Regions from separate parts of the Zea mays genome. Here region 2 is linked to region 1. Evidence: chromatin contacts called from public Hi-C data. All regions are on one chromosome and are shown on one strand. The core of a region is the stretch at or near the end of the contact, and the rest is flanking DNA. Distances in the headings are between cores, read along the strand shown. Region 1 has its middle 44 kb from the start of LOC103629700. Region 2 holds the start of LOC103629700 (WRKY transcription factor WRKY28).

What was found. A called contact is a pair of places that touch in the nucleus more often than the background predicts.
Region 2: a Hi-C map of bundle sheath shows a contact between it and region 1, with 5 times the contacts expected there. The contact joins the promoter of LOC103629700 here to the enhancer-like site in region 1. A contact is called at or near these places in 5 of 25 Hi-C or Micro-C datasets (bundle sheath, endosperm, leaf and 1 more).

Annotation. Positions count from the first base shown.
Region 1 is chr6:106,178,459-106,181,158 of Zm-B73-REFERENCE-NAM-5.0, reverse strand. No RefSeq gene overlaps it. Among protein-coding and RNA genes, the nearest start is that of LOC103629700, 44 kb to the left of the region's middle. Within about 2 kb of position 1,433, at least 18 of the 20 cell types and tissues checked have an H3K27ac peak or open chromatin away from gene starts, as enhancers often do. A contact at or near this core is called in bundle sheath, leaf and leaf mesophyll, where this site is marked.
Region 2 is chr6:106,222,139-106,224,838 of Zm-B73-REFERENCE-NAM-5.0, reverse strand. It overlaps LOC103629700 (WRKY transcription factor WRKY28), which reads right to left and starts at 1,257. Exons shown (of 2, transcript XM_008650811.2): 1 at 274-1,257; 2 at 1-110. The coding sequence starts at 1,257.

The DNA.
Region 1 (2,700 bases), core at 184-2,683:
ATTATTTATGTGAGAATATTTGTGATTGTGAATACTTATTAGAATGTGTATATTTGTGATTGTGAATGTGAATGTGTATATGTGCATGAATCTGTTTTTGTTTTGTAAATGTCAGATTTTTTAAAAAACAGAATTTTGTGTAAATTCTGTAATTTGTTATGTCCGACGGCCTAGTGGTAGCCGTCGGACATAACACATGGTTTTGTCCGACGACATTAACTACCGTCGGACATAAGGGATGCTTATGTCCGACGGCCTAGTGGTAGCCGTCGGACTTAATCTTGTGGGGCCCACATTCCGACCGGTAAAACGGTTGGGATTTGTTATCTCCGACGGGCACACGCAGCCGTCGGAGATAGCTTATGTCCGACGGCTGCCGTCGGACATTGCACTATTTCCGACGAGTTATCTCCGACGGCTTAAAGCCGTCGGAGATAAGGCTTTGCCGTCGGAAATAATCTATTTCCGACGGTTTATTCCTTACGTCCGACGGTTTTGACCGTCGGACGTTTCTCCGTTTACTGTAGTGTATACTACAATTGCATATGGTCTCAACTGACAAGATTGCTAATCAGTTAGTTGGGGGTGGGGGGAGAAACGGAATTATTCGGTCCACCTGGAGAGAGAGATACCTTAGCTAACGTGTAGCGAGGACTTGTGCGAATTCAAGGTTAGCAGGCAACGTGCGTTACAGTGGTGTGTTGCACGCATTCAAGGGGTTAGACAATATTATAGGCACGACGACGCACGTTTCGTGTGCTAACTAATTATCGTACTACGTACTGGATTAGTCAAGCGCCTGCGTTACATGCATGGACGACCGGATGGGATGTCGATCGGATCATCAGCCTCTGACAAGTCGTAGTCGTAGTCTCCTGGGTCGGTGGGTCCTGGGTCCTGGCGGTTGGTGCATGCAGAACAAGAATAATACTAGTATACTAGGAGTACATGCTTACTGACCGTTACTACGTGGGTTTTATTTATACTGACCTGACCACCACTAACTAGTACTATAGGTAGTACTAGTAGTAAATAAGGAATCAGCGACGACCACGTGCGCACACGACTCCTGACTTGGGCCAATTTGCAGGGCACTAACAGCAAACGCAGTCTGCATGCATGCATGCATGGATTGTCACTCTGTATGTACATGCAGTGAGTGAACCAACACTGCGGCCGGCCGGAAGACAACGACAGGCGACTAGGCGAGGACGGAAAAATGCGTGTGCAGCTGCATGCATGCATTGCATGGAGTGTCGTTATGGATTGGCAGGGCAGCTACCTATGAGGCGTTCTCTTCTCAATTCTCATCTACTAGCTTCTGAGTAGCCGCAGGAAGAGGGAGGCGAAAGCGACGGCCGGAGGTGTAGCAGCCGCCGTCGGTACGTAGTGGGACTACTGCAGCTGCAGGACTGGGCAGTGGGGGCGTGCGTTCACACGGACTTCGACCCGCGTGTCGTCGATTCCCTCACTTTTCCCGCGGCGGCTTGGGGTGCTGCCTGTTTGGTGCTTGCCTGCTTGGTGCCTGCTGCTCCTTGTCCTTGGCGCGTGCTGCAGCTGCCTCTCCATGGCTCCAGAGCCCCCACGCCATCGCTGTCGCCGTAGTTGCCTGGGTTGTTTCTCCACTCGTGCGTCCGCCCGTCGTCGTCGTTGACGTGAGATCCACGTCCTTCTTCCTCCTCTCCTAAACAAACTAAGGATGCTCGTCGGTCTCGTATGGCAACTGTCAAGGAAGGATCAAGCGGTGGTAACTGATGACTGACCGGCGGGCCGGGGGGTACTGAAGAAGCAGGCTGAAAGGGACGAGCAAATAAATGGGAGCCTGGAGCCGATCTGGACTAGTGACTAGTCCGGTCGAGACGTCGACGTGTAGTTACTGTACGAGTGTACTACTGCGACCGCGGGAGTATTATATATATATATATATACACACACACGTAGCGGCTCGCGACCTAGCGCTGTCTGGACCTGTCCACCCGCGCGTGAAAGATTTTCATAATGTAATAATGTAACGGGGCGATATGCGCGCAGTGCCACAATAATAAGGCATGTCCACGGTTACCTATTACAAGTTTATTATTTGCAGCAAAAAAATATATGTACGTATGCATCTAGCTGGCAGATTTTGATTCAGGCGTCCGTGTTTCAGGTTATTACCTTTGCAATTTTTATTGCCATGTAAAATAATCTAGTAGGGTTAGTATATACATATCATGTACTACTGTTGTTAATTACCTACCATTAATTTCCGTTTCATTAGACTTTTCTGATCGGAGAATGTATATATATTATTTTCCAAGTCCAAATCCTTTTCCAAGAACATAATAGTGCCTATAAAATTGAATTCGCCAAAAGAAAAAAAAACAAATAAGAAGTCAAGGCAGACCAAACCGAAACATGTTATATATGGAAATGAATTTGCACATCGATTTTTTATATATCGAATAATAGGTTGTGTGTCACATGGACGTTCGTGTGATCTGCTTCTCAACAGAATCTGACGGAAGTTCAAGCGCACAATACACATATATAATATCGGTGTAGGTATATATGCCATCATCGAATCATAGCAATTTAAAAATAGCCTGCCACTTATTTATTGTAAGCAGCTTTCCGAACTGGATAAGCTTCCATCGACCACCATTGTATACCTGAAGAGAAAAGCCTCGTCCCTCTACGAGCAGCGGACACGTGTGTTTC
Region 2 (2,700 bases), core at 8-2,507, 44 kb before region 1:
TTCACCGGGCACGACGGCGCGAGCGAGCACCGGAAGTAGGCGCGCGGGCACGGGTTGTCCTTGGTCACCTTCTGCCCGTACTTGCGCCACTGGTACCCGTCCTTCACCACCTGTTTCGTCGAACGCGAGCGGGACGACGAGTTAGTTATATACTTATATAATATCTAGTTGACCGATCTAATTACGCGCGCGCGCGCGAGGAAGGCGCCGCGCGATGGTTAACGACGACGACGAGCTGGCTTGTCTAGTCGGGGTATATCCGCCGTTACTTACGAGGCTGAGGTCAGAGGGGTCGGCGTGGACGAATCGCCGGGACACCTTGGGCTTGCGCTCCGCCTCCCGGATGCGCCTGGCCGGCTCGTGGTGGTAGGCGGCGGCGGCTGCGACGATGGTGACGGCGGCCGACGTGCACTCCATCTGGTCGGGGCCGGGGGCGGGGGCGGCCGCGTACGGCGACGGCGGCTTGCGGTTGTGATGCTGGGGCGCGGTGTCGAGGCTGTCGCTCCGGACCGGCCGCTTCCTGGACGGCGAGCCGGCCGCGGAGCCGCCGTCGTCGGACGACGCGGAGGACTGGCGGTTGGCGGCGGCGGCGGCGGCGCTGTTGCCCGCCGTGGACACCACCGGCGCCGCCATGCCGTTGACCTGGCCCTGCAGCTCCGCGTACTTGGCCACCACCGCCCGGAGCATGTCGCTGAGGCGCCTGTTCTCCTCGCCGGCTCGCCGGAGCTCCGCCTCGAGCGCCTGCACCTGCACCTCTCGGTCTTTCTTGACGGCCAGGAAGTCCTCCTCGACCAAGACCTCGGCGGTGGTGGTGGTCGCAGGCGGCCTCGCCGCCGTCGGAAGGCCGACGTTGAGGTCCAGGCTCAGGGAAGGCTGCCCGATCCACGGGTCCATGGGCGCCGCCGCGAGAATCGCGTAGTACAGCAGCCCAGACGTACGTGCGTCAGGATCAGGAGCAGGAAACGGGTCAGAGGTGGCGGGAAGGGGGACAGCTAAGGAAGGAAGGAGAGGAGGAAGCTGAGGAGTCGCGCTTGTGCATGGATGGATGAGAGGGGCCGTGGCTCCAGCAGGGCAGGCAAATATATAGGCAGTGGAGGAAGGAGGCTGGACTGATGAGTGGCTGGCTGGGCGGAGAGCGACGGCTAGTTCCGGGACCTGGGTGGGACTTGGGAGACGAGACGAAGCATCATGGGACGACCGGGGACAGAACATATCAAAAGAGCTGGGGTGGATCAGTGAATGTGATGACGAGGCCATTGTTCCGGATTATAATACGTACTGTACTACGTGGATTAATTAACAGGACATCTATCCCAGCGGAGTCGATGCGGCCTATGCTATGCCTGCCCTTATTGTGTCGCTTTAAACTAATCTTCTGGACTGCAGCAGTGTGGTGGCGGGGCTGGACTGGACCAGGCCAGCCGGTTGGGAGAAGCGAGAAGACAGGGTCGCCACCAGGGTCAAACGAAAAAAAAAACACCAGAAGATTACTTACGGTTACGCGTGGGGGGAGGCTTGGCACTCTCGAACTCGAACGCAGGAGGCCGGATTAGCGTGCTGACGAGCAATCCTCATTACGCACGCAATTAGCCCGGCCGGCCGGTTCTCTCTTGCTTTTGTGTTTAGGAAAGAAAGAAAGAAAGAAAGAAAGAAAGAAAGAAGAGGCCTCGCGGTTCATTGGACCTGGACCCGGCACGCAGTAGCTAGAGGGGCAGTCGGAAGGAGACTCAGCATTGACGAGGAGGACGCACTCGCGGTCGCAGCCGCAGAGCAGGCGGGACTTGGACCTGGCGCGACGCCTTGCTGGTTGGTTGCCAAGAACGAGTTGGCTTGATCTCTTCGCACGGGGACAGCTAGCCAACTAGCCGGCCGGAGGTCGAGAGCAGGACGGAATGGGTAAAGCTGGGCAACAAACCGCAGTTGATCCTTTCCTGAAAAGGGGACTACGTTTCTTGGATCCGAAGATCAGATCAATGCAGGCCAGAGTACGGAACACTTCCACGACGAAAGGTTTTTTTTTTTTTTGAAAGAAGACGAGGAAACGGTATTAGAGTCTGTCCGCTGAAAAGGAATGAGCTGTGGCCATCATCTATCAGTGCGGTAAAAGCCTAAAAGGAATCCATTCATCGCCATATATGATATATACAGTGATCTTAAGACAATTTATGATTCGTGACAGTACAGTCAGTAGTAGCAATCCATGTTTCCGGAGTCAACAGGATCCGGCCGGCCGGTTTCCTAATTAACCGCCGCCGTTTGGTTGGAACGAACGAGAGAAGCCGTATCGGACTGTGCTCACGTCATGACGTCAACATGTGAACTGGACCGCAGCCGCCACGTCCTGTCATCTGAAACTTTTGTTGGGAGAGGTGGTGCATGCATGAGCCCAACGGAACTCTCAAGCACCGTCTTCACATTTGGCACGCCGCACCGCAAAGTCCGCAGGAATCTAGACATCTAGTACTACACACTAGTAATCCGCGTCAGCTTTTTTATTTATTTTTATTTTGGCACGAGGCCACCTGATAAAGTGGTAAAAACAGACTTTCTATATCGGGGTCTCTGTAATCTTCCACGAGTGGGAAAATAGAAAGTCTGTTTTTACCACTTTATCAGGTGGCCGCCTTGTATGGATTAAATCAGTCATGGGGGCAAACCGTGGTTCCACTTCGGGTCCCGTGGTGGTCGCCTTTCTATATC